Regions from separate parts of the Mus musculus genome. Here regions 1 and 3 are each linked to region 2. Evidence: chromatin contacts called from public HiChIP or PLAC-seq data. All regions are on one chromosome and are shown on one strand. The core of a region is the stretch at or near the end of the contact, and the rest is flanking DNA. Distances in the headings are between cores, read along the strand shown. Region 1 overlaps Prim2 (DNA primase, p58 subunit). Region 2 has its middle 10 kb from the start of Gm25792. Region 3 overlaps Prim2 (DNA primase, p58 subunit).

What was found. HiChIP or PLAC-seq counts read pairs in DNA pulled down with a chosen protein or histone mark.
Region 1: a contact with region 2 is called in a RAD21 HiChIP or PLAC-seq map of pro-B cells, with 5 times the contacts expected there. The contact joins two enhancer-like sites. A contact is called at or near these places in 2 of 39 promoter capture datasets (the C10 cell line and pre-B cells), 2 of 15 datasets of contacts at CTCF or cohesin (large pre-B cells and pro-B cells), 1 of 484 Hi-C or Micro-C datasets (pro-B cells) and 3 of 115 datasets of contacts at active chromatin or transcription factors (the 230-238 cell line, large pre-B cells and pro-B cells).
Region 3: a RAD21 HiChIP or PLAC-seq map of pro-B cells shows a contact between it and region 2, with 4 times the contacts expected there. The contact joins two enhancer-like sites. A contact is called at or near these places in 2 of 39 promoter capture datasets (the C10 cell line and pre-B cells), 2 of 15 datasets of contacts at CTCF or cohesin (large pre-B cells and pro-B cells), 2 of 484 Hi-C or Micro-C datasets (both in embryonic stem cells), 2 of 115 datasets of contacts at active chromatin or transcription factors (embryonic stem cells and large pre-B cells) and 1 of 9 other capture datasets (embryonic stem cells).

Annotation. Positions count from the first base shown.
Region 1 is chr1:33,593,749-33,598,456 of GRCm38.p6, forward strand. All of the region lies in intron 7 of Prim2 (DNA primase, p58 subunit), which reads right to left. Among named protein-coding and RNA genes, the nearest start is that of Prim2, 74 kb to the right of the region's middle. Within about 2 kb of position 2,388, at least 30 of the 459 cell types and tissues checked have an H3K27ac peak or open chromatin away from gene starts, as enhancers often do. A contact at or near this core is called in the 230-238 cell line, pre-B cells and pro-B cells, where this site is marked.
Region 2 is chr1:33,281,029-33,285,750 of GRCm38.p6, forward strand. No RefSeq gene overlaps it. Among named protein-coding and RNA genes, the nearest start is that of Gm25792, 10 kb to the right of the region's middle. Within about 2 kb of position 1,508, at least 14 of the 459 cell types and tissues checked have an H3K27ac peak or open chromatin away from gene starts, as enhancers often do. A contact at or near this core is called in the 230-238 cell line, pre-B cells and pro-B cells, where this site is marked.
Region 3 is chr1:33,548,876-33,553,061 of GRCm38.p6, forward strand. The region is part of intron 7 of Prim2 (DNA primase, p58 subunit); the gene reads right to left. Among named protein-coding and RNA genes, the nearest start is that of Prim2, 120 kb to the right of the region's middle. Within about 2 kb of position 2,701, at least 10 of the 459 cell types and tissues checked have an H3K27ac peak or open chromatin away from gene starts, as enhancers often do. A contact at or near this core is called in pro-B cells, where this site is marked.

The sequences.
Region 1 (4,708 bases), core at 1,138-3,637, 310 kb after region 2:
AAGAACAAAACCCATGAGGGAGACAGCAAGAAGAAAAGGGGACAGACAAAAGGCAGAGGTGGGATGACTTTATTAATGAAAAACGATGGTTGAATTTTCCCAAAATCTGGTTTTCTAATTGCGCCATAGGAGAATCTATTAGAAGTATAAAAGATTTCTAAGTTTAAAATGATGAGTAAGCATTTTATAACAAAAAGTGTTTTGTCACTTATTGACATGTGTCAAAATAGAGCCAGCCTCTGCCCTGCTGTCACTAGCTACTGAATATGGAAGCCTCCTCCACTTTAGCTAGTATCTGACTGTGTTCAGTCCTGATAGAAGACAGCTTTCATTCCACAATAGGAGAAAGAGTCTTCAAATCAAAGATGGGAGGCAAAGTTCAGCCAAGCCAGCTGTTCCCTCCCTCAGCTGTTGGGAAGACATGAGTGACTCGCTTCTTCAGAGTCTCAGGAGCAGAACCACAATGGAGGGGCGCTTCTCACAGTGCCTTCCTTAGTTGCTTTCTTCTTTGGTTTTCAAAGTTCCTTGTGGTTTATCAAGCTGTTTTGTTCTCTGTCTCTATTTTGGTGCTGAGGATCAAGCCCAGAGCCCCATCAGGCTGTTTCCAGCATGGCTAGTCTACATAAATAAGGTTTAAAAGGGGGGTTAGAAGGAATGGGGTAATCCAAGCAAAAGACTAGTGTCCCAGGCAAAGGACAGCAAAGGAGGAGGCAGGAACTTCCAGCTCCTCCTGTCTTCCTCTGCTGCCTCTGACAGAAATCTATTTGCCATCAAGAGTTTCTGTGCCCTCCGCTACCTGGCCACAGTAAGAGTAACCAGCAAAATATGGGAAATGTCAAATATGATGATTCTCATATGCCAGTGTGCTTAACCTCCCCTAAGGCCCACAGGTGACTTTTTACACAGAATGGAGGACCCTGAAATCTGTTCCAATGAAAACCACACCATGTTTTCAGAAAGCAAGGCTGGTCAAAGAGAACAGTTAGAAAGGTACAATGGAAGGGAAAACTTAAAAGAAACACCTGCTTTGATTACTTTTACTCAACAATTATAACTGACTGCACTAGATGGGCTCAGGAAAGCAGCCTCCTTGACTGCATAGCTCATTACCTGCACCGTTGGTCACTGCCACAGAAAGAACTAGACTGGGGAAGAAAGTCTCATGAGTTTTCTTGAGACTTCATCCAAGTAAAGAGCTTTCAAAATACAGAAGAGTTGCCCTTGGTTTGAGTACCTTCAGTAACATTATATAAGAAAGCTGCACTGGTAACAATATATGCCATGGTAAACTTCACTAACTTCTATGGGCATGGATCAAGCCCACAATACTATGAATCCAGGCTTATTCTTCCAGCTCAGAAAGCCATGGCCTTGAGAAGTGTGACTAATCCACACACAATATTAAGTAGAAAAGGCGGGAGCCAACACCAAGCCTCTCCTGGGATAACATACAGTGAACTCAGCCAAGCATTAAATAAAATTTAAACTGATTTTTGTATTATAGAACAAGAACAAAGTAACCTCCTATAGAGTCTGAAACAAATTGAATAAAATATAAAAAAGAAGGGGTGGGGTATAACTCAGTGGTTACAAAGTTGCTGAGCACGCTCAAGGCCCTGGGTCCTAGGACAGAGGAAGAGAAAAAAGATGGGTTAGAAAGTCTTAGCAGAAAGAATGCTGGCTCGGAAGAAAGAGGAGGGATAAGACAGGAAGTCTCCATCACAGCAACTGGTCCACCACGCAAGCATCACTTCTAAGACAGATCATCGAGTGCATCTCTAAGGATGGCCTAGATCATCCCACAAGTGAATTAAACTTTCTTTAAGGTCATGCTGCAGTCTGAACACTGAACACTGAAGCAGCCATGTGTTACTACTTAGTGTTTAGAAGCAGTTCTTACACCAGGTGGGAAATGGTTTCCTCATGCAGCCCCAGAGAGAAGGAGATGCTTCTCTGAGTGTGCTCTCACCACAGGCAGATTGGGAGGCCCTAAGAACAGTGACTTGAACTTGCAGGCTTCTGCATGGATGCTTGCAAAGTGTAAACAAAAGGCTAGGGACTAGCTCAGGGAGGGCACTTGCTTACCTCGGGCTAAGTAAGCTCTGGGTTTCCTCACTTAAATGAGACTGAAGGGGATGGGGAGTTGGGGGAGAAAGAGACAAATAGAGATGGAAACAGACACAAACACAGGGAAAGAGAGAGAAAGAGACAGACAGAAAGACACACACACAGGGCAAGGGGTGGAATATGAATGTTTGAACTTGTTCTATATGTATGTTTGCTTTTTAAGATTCTCCTTTAAAGTGTCATCTATAAGCCCACAGGTGCCTATGAGTGAGTGTAAAAAAGTACCAGCTAGGACATACTATTTTTAAACATGCAAAGTAGACTCACTCTAAGACCTTTAACAGCCTACTTGCAGGAGCCCTTCCTCTCAAAGAACCTCCGTTCCCAGGGGGCTCAGCCTAGCTCTTCCCCACCAACCTTCTTAGCCTTCTTTCTTCCTCCATTCCTTTCTGTCAGCCCCTGATCCCCTAGAAATACTTTCTACCCAGAAGCCCTACACTGGGCTAGCCTCAAACCATCGCCATTCCTTGTGTCAGCCAACAATCAATAGGAACATTGTAGCCAGGGCTCCCCAGGGGCTGGGACACAGTCTTCTCTTCTAGGCCATATCCACTCCCACAGAAGCACCCTTCAACTGGGACACCACAGCCACCAACTTGCCTAGGATCCAAGGTGAGCAACAGCAACCAAAGAATGAAACATCCACCCAACAGAGACAAGGCCAGACATCTACACCAAAAACACCTTATACATCCTAACTCCAGATGCCTGGTTCCCAGCACAAAACCACAAACATGAACTGCCAGAACGGTGTGCCTCTTCCGAAAGCCATCAACTGTGCTGGAGTAGGCCCTGAGAATGGAATGTAGCAGAAGCACAAGACAAAGACTTCAAAATAGCAATTATGAATATGCTCAAGGAAGCTCATGAAAACACTAAGAGTTTAATAAAATAATGAAGACATTTCAAGACATAAAAATTAGAACTTATAAAGAAATAGTATCACTAAGGAAAGCCCAAATGGAAATAAGATTGAAAATCAAAAATTTAGGATGTCAAACAAAAACCTCAGAGGCAAGCTTCACAAACAGATTATAAAACATGAAAAAGAGAATCTCAGAAACTGAAGATGGTGTACAAAAAAATGGATGCCTCAGTCATAAAATGTTAAATCTTTTAAAAAATAAAAAAATCCAGGCACAAAACATGTAGGAAATCCATGAGACCATGAGAATACCAAGTCCATGAATAATAGGGACAGAAGGAGAGATCCAGGTCAAAGGAACAGAAGGGAAAAAAAAAAGAAAATATATATATACATATGTATGTGTGTATATATTAATAAATAATTTAAGATTTATTTATGTATGAGTGCTCTATCTGCATGTGTTCCTGCATGCCAGAAGAGGGCACCAGATCTCATTACAGATGGCTGTGAGCCACCAAGTGGTTGCTAGGGATTGAACTCAGGACCTCAACAGACAGTGCTTTTAAATGCTGAGCCATTTCTCAAATGCCCACAGAAAATATTTTTAAGAAAATCAGAAGAAAAAAATTCCCCGACCTAAAGAAGGAGCTGTCTGTCAAGGTAAAAACAGCATATAGAACTCCAAATAGACCAGGCCCAAAAAAAAAAAAAAAAAAAAAAATTCCTCAAGACACATAATAATCAAAAAACTAAATGAAAAGTATAAACAAAGCATCTCTAAGCTCCAAGGGAAGAAGATGAAGTCACATAGAAAGGAAGGAAGGCCATTAGAATAGCGCCTGACTTCTCAAGATCTGGAAGGCCAGAAGGGACTGGGCATACCAAATACTCTGAGAGACCACAAATGACAGATCCAACCAATACCCAGCAAAACTATCAATCAAAATCCAGAGAGGAGGGGGAACAACTTCCATGATAAAACCAAATTTAAGCTATTTTTATCTACTAGTCCACCTCTGCAGAAAGTTCTAGAAGGAAAACTTTAGTGAAGAGATTAATTGCACACCAAGAGGACACAAGGAATAAATAACCCCAGAATAGTAAATCAAAAGAAGGGAATGAAAAACCCACACCATACAACACAGTAATGATAACCAGTAAACACTGTTCATTGATAACTCTCAATATTAGTTGTCTCAATTTCCCAATTTAAAAAACACAGACCAACAGCCTGGATTAAAAAGGTATGATCCATCATTCTGCTGCATCCAAGAAACACAGCTCGACATGAAGAACAGGCATTTCCTCAGGATACAGGATAAAAAAGGGTATTCCAAACAAACGGACTCAAGAAGCAAGCAGGTGCAGCCATGTTACTATCTGACAAAATAGGCTTCAAACCAAATTACCAAAACTGATCAGAAAAGATAGGGAAGGACACTCCATGCTCAAGGAAAAACCCACCAAGAGAAGATTGGAAGTCTGTACATCTGCAACAATCACAAAATCACCCAGGCTCACAAAGTGAGAGTGGGCGCTTCAATATCCGTTTTTTTACTTCAATATATGGCAATGCTCTTGCCATACAAAGGTCATCTAGACAGAAAATAAACAGTTAAATGATGTCATAAATCAAAGGATCTAATAGATATTTACAACAGACTCTCAGCTTCCCTGTGAGGCTTCACAGGCCAGGCCTCCATTGTAACATTA
Region 2 (4,722 bases), core at 258-2,757:
AAAAAAGAAAAACACTGGCAGCCCATTTGATTAGCTTCAATTTTGCAGCTGTGATTCCTTTTGTAATTAAGTCAAGGAATGACCTTCTACTAAAAATAAAAAAAAAAAAACATTTTTGGCTGGGGTTACAAATATTTCCTTTATAATAAGCCCTGCAACATCCACCTTTAGTTCCAAATCATTGCGTTGAACAAAAAAGACACTTTGGCTGCAATATTGTTTTTCCACTACTGTTCTAATAGGTTATTTCTCTCTAAAATAAACCTTGGGAAGTCCTTGTGACCTTTCTCTTTATTTTCATAAACGTATATAAAATTTCCCAAGTAACAATAATAAAAATTAACACATCTTCACTAAAATTTTTAGATGTTAGGGCCTGGAGAATGGCTGGATGATTAAGAGCAATTCCTGCTCTTGCAAAGGACCTAAATTTGTTTTCCAGCACCCATGTTGGGCAGCTTACAACTGCATATAACTCCAATTCCAGGGGATCTGGATACCCCTTCTGGTCTCTGAAGGCAGAAGCTAAATGCATGCTCATGCATACATATGCGCATACGCGTTCTCACACACACACACACAGAGGCACACAAATACTCACACAGAGACATTGCATACATGTAATTTAAAATTGAAATGTTTCTCCTGTGCACACACACATGTGTTCTGCTTTGGGTGAGCAGCTATGGGGAACAGGGATAAGTCACATTGCTCTCTCACCACCTGGCCACTCCCTAAGTCCCCACCACCACCTCCTGATGCTGGGGAACTGAAGAAGGCAAGGGTGAGAAAAAGCTCGTGGTTCTGTGAGTACTTCCCTGCTAATATACCTTTTGTACTGCCTGGATGTGACTCATGGTCAAAGCTGGGCTTTTCTCCCTTGACACGTTGTAGGCTCTTGGAAGCTTTTTAATAAAATCCCATCTTTGAGTTTATAATGAACAGTTCCTGTGATCACCCATCTGCTTCCCTTGTGACACTCTTAAGCTGGATATAAGACAAACTTCCTGTGAGTCTTGTGTGATGTATAACTGTCACCAGCCCAGAGGAAGTGCTCATGCATGCTTCACTGAAGAACTGGATACGCGAGTTGAAATACCTCATCAAATGGCATCAAAACATAGCAGTCTCTGCTCTTTTCTCCTCTCAACAGTCACAGCCAGATGACCACTTTTCAGCTATGTAGTGTTGAGGAATAATGAATGCTTACTAAAGGCTATAAAAGTGCAGCTCCCCATGGGGTCATTTCCCTACCCCTGCTCCCCCTCAAAAAAAAGAAAGAGAAAGAGAGAGAGAGAGAGAGAGAGAGAGAGAGAGAGAGAGAGAGAGAGAGAGAGAGAGAGAGAAGAGGAAGAAAATCATCCTCATTACTCTTGCTCCACAAGATCGGGAGACTCGGAAGCTCACAGGATCTTTGCAAACAGTGACCTACAAAACTGCAGCTCATTTCTTCCCTAGCTTTGATTAGGAGAAGAAGATAACGATTTCCAGCTGAATTAGATGCCTCCTTAGCTGTCTTTCACACTGGGGTAAGCCCTCATTAAATGCAAAATAGCTAGCTGGCCACAGCGTACTTGGAGTGTAGCTTATAGTAAAATTTATAGTTTTATTTCAAATTGTGCTGCATTCAGGCACACAGACAATGTATGGTGTTTCTTCCATTGGAAAGCCATTTAAGGACTCAGAAATTACTCTCAAGGCTCTGTAGAGATTCTTTAAAAATGGTACCGAGGAGGTAGAAGCAACTTGCTCAAAGCTCTGTGATAAAGTTCTTGTGATTAAAAATCCACCAGGCAGCCATAAACTGCAGAAGAATTTAAAGCAACTGTAATTGTTTGGTCAAATAGAACAAAAAGTCAAATTACTTCCAGGCCATCAAGGACCACACCAAAAACCATGGCTTCCCTGGGAAGTTTAAGAACAGGTATTCCGAAAGAAAAAAGGCAGTAATATAAGCAATGGAGAGGTGGAAGCCAAAACTGTCAATCAAAAACCAGCCTGGGCTACATAGTGATTATGATGAAGCTAGCCCAGGCTATGTAACAAGGCGTGGTCTCAGACAGCCAGTGGCTAGGGATGTAACTCAGAGGTAAACTGGTTGCCTATTATAATCAAATCCCTGGGTTCGATCTCTAATGCTGTAGACAGTCAAAACATTTTCCTGATGATTTGTTAAAGGCTTGTTTGTTTTTATATGTATGGGTATTTTGCCTGCATATATATCTGTGACCAAGTGCATGCAGTGCCCCGAAAGTCAAAAGAGGGTGTTGGATCTCCTGGAACTGTACTTAGAGACAGTTGTGACCCAATATGTGGGTGTTGGAAATTGAACCCAGGTCCTCCAGAAGAGTAGTTGGTGCCCTTAACCACTAAGCTCTCTTTCCACCTCCCCCTTTAATATATGTGTCCCTTCTTTTCCTCCCCCTCTTGTTCCTCCCTAATCCCCACATTACCACCCCCTTAAGAATCACTACTTTAGTTGTAATGGCTTCAGAAAGCTAACCAAAACTTACTGAAATAAAACAGTATTTGCAACCCTAATTTATTTGGAACATAGCTCACATTCATGTGCTAATCTCATCCCCACCCCTATCCCATCTATTAGTTGTCAAATGGTAAAGGGGGGGGGGTCTTCTTATCCCTTCCAAAAGCCCATAATCCATGCTAAGAATATGCATTGTGATACATTCATTTAGCAAATTCTACCTAAACTAGACCAAGAAGTAAAATAGTATTTGCCTCTGACCTTTTCCTTAAATTTCCCTTTGTTTTACTTTCAATTATTTTCATGTCATGTTGCAGCATTAAAGGAGATTGAAGAGAGAGGAATCTCGGGGATTAGTTTAGGTCTAAATGAGTTTATTTGACTTAGGAATTTTTAGCGTGTGAAGTCTACCTCTCTCAGCATATTTAGTACATGTACCACTAGCAGAAGGCTCAGAAGCAAGAGTAAGGAAAGGCGATTGAAACTCTTGTGTATACATTACAGAGAATGTGCCAAGCAGTGGGAGAAGACAGGAGCGATGGTGGTGATTATGCATTAAATATGTGACATGTATGAGAAGTCAACCTCCAGATATGGGATTCTATCCCAGGGAAAACAAATCAAAACTGGAAGCCATTGGCTCCAGGCCTGGACAATGAATAGTTCAGTGGCCTGTGGAGAGTGTTGGTGAGGGTCTGAAAGAGGAAAGAGCGTTATTAGTCTGCACGGTAGAGAGGTTGGCTACACTGACAGACTGCCATGTGGAAAGGACAACTAAAGACCTCATAGATCCAGCTGTGAAATTTACCAGGCAGAATGCAGACCATGCCAGGTTGCTTCTAAAAGCCTATGACAGCATACTATTAAAAAAAATTTATCAACCTAAAATTGCTCAGTTTTCCAGTACCATTTAAAGAAACTCTGCAGTCAGCCCTCACTTGGTTTGAAAACCAAACCCATTTATCAGTTATTTCTCCATTGCTGGGATAAAGTGCCACGATCAAAAGCAACGTGAAGAAGAAGAAGAAAACCTTTGTTTTGACTATGGTTCCAGACAGAGACTTGGTGGGGAGACTTGGTCCAGCCACAAGAACCAGAAGCAAAGACATTCCATTCCTCTCCATTACACAAAGGAGGTGGAGAGAGAACACCTGAAAGCCCACCCCAGGAGAAGTATTTCCTCCAGCAAGGCTGCACCTCCAAACATTTCCACAACCCACCCCCAAACAGCACCGCCAACCCAGGACCAGGTGTTCTAATCCAGGAGCTCATGAGGGACATTTCCTATTCAGATCACAGCAAGGTGTTTCTCTGTCTGCACTCTCTCCAGCATGTAGTATCAAAGAAATGGCTTGGAGACAAAATAAACAAATACATACATACATACATACATACATACATACATACATACATACATACATACATACAAACACATTCAGAATAATATAAGTACAAATTAAAGGGCATGATCTGAAGACATACTCGATGCAAGGCCATTCGGGAGCACATTGAGGTACGCTGGAGGACGGCTAAGAGTAAGCATTCCTTCTCAGGTGTTCTCACTAGGCAACAGAGGTTTTCAAAATCTGACAGGCATCTATAGCAATAGCACCTTCATGTACATCAAAGCCAGAAGGGCTAAAAAAGAAATACTGTGGTGGCTTCTGTGGGGAGGAGACTATTATAAATTGATACCTAAGACGTCACCCTACACACACACACACACACACACACACACACACACACACACACACACACACACGCTACCCCACCCCAAGCAAAGCTTATACAGGAATTTTATTAGCTTAGACTGATGGAAATATGCTGGAGGTAAAGCCACCATTACACTTCAATCCTCCGTGGTCAGAGGAAGGCTGAGAAGACTGCTCAACTCCGGACAGGATACATTGGAAACAAGGGCAAGAGCCATAAAGAATCTTCTCTCCAAGGAGCAGAAACTGGACAGCGAAGGGACTAGCAACACATTTAGAGTGGCTGAGTGCTGTATGCCTGCCGGCTACCTGAGGGAAAGACTAGATGCAGAGAGCCTTACATTACCTGGTGAAGGAAAGGCTCAACAGAAGCAGTATAGCCACATTGCAGGCAAAAAAAAAAAAAAAAAAAAAAAAGCCAGTCTTGCAACTGCCTAGACAAGGCTGGTCACTTGCTAGGGACTACCAAGCAACCTCAGTGCACACCACACCCACATGCAGCAAAGGATTCTTCTCAACACAGGC
Region 3 (4,186 bases), core at 1,451-3,950, 270 kb after region 2:
TGTTCATGGTCTCTAAAGGTATGACCTACTGGGTCTAGAAATGTGTATGAAAGTGGCCCAAATGCAAATCCTAGCACCATCGCCTTGAATCAATGAGAAAGATACACACACAGGATGAGGCCCAGGCACTCTTCATCAGTAAGTTTGCTGTCTGACACATGCTGTCCCTATGGCAGAGCGAGCCTGTAAAGCCACAGAAACAGCACTGGAATAAGGCAGTCTACAGGGTGCCATCTGCAAACACCTGCCCTCCATAGCTGGTGGCTGATACCCATTTACATCGGTTCTTTACCCAGCAGGCTGACATGACCCTACAGACATCCATTTCTTCACTAGGGCAAGAAGTTGTTGTCTCAGAGGTACTGGAGAAAGGTCAAAACCAGAGCTTACAATAAAGACAGCTTAGAAAAATCTGCCTCCACCAAGATCATACTATACCACAGGCTCAGACACCCACACAAGCTCATCTATTCAGAGCAGGCTGTCATAGTCAATGTTCTACTGCTGTGAACAGACACCAGACCACAGCAACTCTTATAAAAAAAAACACTTAACAGGTTCAGAGGTTTAGCCCATTCTTCTTGTGGCAGGGAAAATGGCAGAACACAGGAAGGCATGTGCTGGAGAAGTAGCTCATAGTTTTACATGTAAGTTCACAAGTGGTAGAAAAAAGAGAGACACAGTCTAGGACTGGCTAGGGCTTTTGAAAACCCAAAGCCCACCTCCAGCGACATACTTCCTCTAACAAGCCCACAGCTACTCCAACAAAGCCACACCTCCTAATCCTTCTCAAGCAGTGCCACTCCCTGATGACCAAGACTTCATATATATAAGATGAGCCTATGGAGTCCATTCCTATTCAAACCACTACCCAGGCCGACTTCTCATGGCCACTGCAGGAATTCCTCTGGATCTACACTGTCCTCTCTTGAAGTTTATCCATAGCTAATCTCATAGGGACCTGAGAAGCAAGAAGAAAGGAGCACAGACCAGCTATGTGTCCTGAGTTTCAAAGCCATTCTCTCTACGTTTTTTAAATCCTAACCATTATTACCTGTGTGGCCCTGAAATAATGACTTTATTCCTCTGAGTCTCAATGTCCTCATCCCGTTAACATGTCAAAACTAAACCGGAGCCAGGAAAGGCACACGCAGTGCCTGTCACCCGTGTGCTCCTTAGCACATAAGAGCACATCAGGTTGGGTTGGAGCCACTGATGGTACTGACCCTGCTAGAATACAATGCTCACTGCAGCATTATCACCTCTACTTGAATCATGTGATAAGGCGTCGTGGGGAAACAGTATCTTATCCACACATTTACTGGGGTCTCTACTTATTTCAATTCTCATTTAATCCAGTCTGCTTTTGAAAATAATCAAATTATTGGCTGAGGGTTTAGTTTAATGGTAAAGCATTTGACTGGAAGTATGAGATATGGGATTCAATCCCCAGCACAAGATGGAAAAAATAAAGTTATTTATTGCTTATGGTTTTTAATAAAATACTATTTTTGCACGTTAAATATGCTTATGTCTCACTCTGTCTAAATATGCTGCTTACATTACCATAAAAATAAGTTTATTTCTGTCCTAGTTTCATCTCTATTTCTATGATAAAAGAGCTTGACAAAAAGCAAAGCAGGAAAGTAAGGTTTTAGTCTGGCTTACAGTTCCACACTACAGTCAGTGTGCTAAAGTCAAGGTGACAGCTAGTCACACCAGAGCCAAGAGCAGGGAGATGTGAACACATGCATGCTCACTTGCATGCTTGCTTGTGCTTAGCTCAATTTCTCCAATCTTAACCAGTTCAAGACTCAATGCCTGGGAAGCTATGCTCTCCACAATGGGCTAGGTGTCCCCACATCAATTAGTCTAGATAGACAGCCTTCCACAGACTTGCCCACAAGCCAGCCCAATACAGACAATTCCTCACTGATTCCAGTTAAAGCTAACCCTCACGGTTCCAAACAAACATAGCTCCAAACATGATAAATATATGTCTTACATTTTTGTTGAGATTAAAAAGTACATAGTTCTCAAAGAAATATATACATACATGAATACACACATTTACTTTGTATATCCAGTTATATATCCCTTTATGTATTTACACAGATATCTACATGAATATAAGGTACACTTTAAGATAGTAACTCAAACCTAAATTAAGTGCATGCTCTAATTAAAATTTAGCACTAAACGGCCTTAATAGGCATTCCTTGTTGTTAACTTTCTAGGGTAATTGTTAGAACTTGATTAGTGACTCAGGATGAGTCTATGATTTGCCAGTCCATTGTGTCTCTTGGGTGGAAACCCTAAGCATCTAATACCAAACTAAAAGACACTAATGGAAAATGGAGTTTGACATCATTAGCTGTTAAGGACAAGCAAAGTGGAACACAACAAGAATACTAGAGACCTATCAGAAAAGAAAAAATTAAAAAATAACAATGCCAAATATTAAGGAGGCCTCAGAAAGCACAAAATACTGGCAGAAATACAGAATGGTACAGATACTATTTGGTAGTACCTTTAAAAAGCAAATATGCGGGGCCACCTTGGGTGCAAACTCGGTGGAAGGTCCCATGGTCCCCAGAGGACTGACTCTCCACGCCGCAGGCACCCTAGCACACCCAGGATCTTCAGATCACTGGTGAGTGGAACACAACATCTGTTCCAAACCAATCGTGACAGGTCTGTGCCAGCAGGGGCAAGGACACAGGAAACTCACCCGACCAGGAGCTTGGTGCCAGCTCTGGGCCACCTTGGGCGTGAACTTGACAGACAATGCCAAGGTTCCCAGAGGACTCTACCACACTGAAGGTGCACTAGCACGCCCAGGATCTTAGAATCACTGGTGAGTGGAACGCAATATCCATTCCAAAACAATTGTGAGGGACCTGTGACAGCAGGAGCAAGGACACACAGGAGCCCTGCCTGACCAGTGGCTCGGGTTCCCTTCTGGTCGATGCTGGTATACCTTGGTTTTGAACAGAGCAGGCAGCCTCACAGATGCCAGAGGAGACACCACTTCCAGGCTCTGTAACATACCCAGGATCTTAGGATTCCAGGATCCCAGGATAACAGGAGCTTGGTCACACCAGGATCTCAGGGTTTCAGAGGAAGCTTGACTGCACAAGGTCCCCAATGACAGAGCTAGAGAAATACCCAGGGAGCTGAAGGGGTCTGAAGCCCCATAGGAGGAACATCAATATGAACTAACCAGTACCCCCAGAGCTCCTTGGAACTATACCACCAATCAAAGAAAACACATGGTGGAACTTGTGGCTCTAGCTATATATGTAGCAGAGGATGACCTAGTCGGTCTTCAACGGGAGGAGAGGCCCTTGGTCCTGTGAAGGCTCTATGCTCCAGTATAATGGAATGCCAGTACCAGGAATGGGAGTGGGTGGGTTGGAGAGCAGAAGGGGGTGGGGAGGATAGGGGATTTTCGGAGGGGAAACTAGGAAATGGGATAACATTCGAAATGTAAATAAAGAAAATATCTAATTTTTTTTTAAGAAAAGCAAATATGCAACCACCATAAAGCCCAGCACTGGGGCTCTGTTCTTGAGAATTTTTAAACAGCATATTTATTCATACAAAGTATGGCACAAAAGCTGGTGGCACACTTATTCATATTATCAAAAGATGAAGACAAATAAATGTTATTCAACAGATGAAGAAACAAACAAATATTATTCAGTGATGTAAAATATATACATTCCTCGAGAATTTTATGCTAAACAAGAGCCTATTTTGTATAAGTCCACGCATGTAACACTTTTTACATGGTAGTCTTATATGGGAAATAGATTACTTCTGGGTAGTGCTTAGGGATAGAATTGAGACAGAATAGGTATGACTGTAGAGAGTTGAGTTTAGTACTGCATTTTCAATATGGTTTGGTGACATGGATCCACAGGAGAACACAGCACAAAACTGCATACATGCATACTGTGCAGTGTCAACCTTCTGGCTTTGAAATTACAGATATATGAGATGCGACCACTGGGCAAACTCATGCAAGGGGCTCTCTGAAACACATTTACAATTCCCCATGTCCCTCTTATTATTTTAAAATTATATTTTAAAGTTCCATACTGTATTATTCCATATTTTATTTTTAAATAAAGCCATAGCAGTATAGAACAGGTTAGCAGATGGCAGGGCTTGAGAGGGGAAT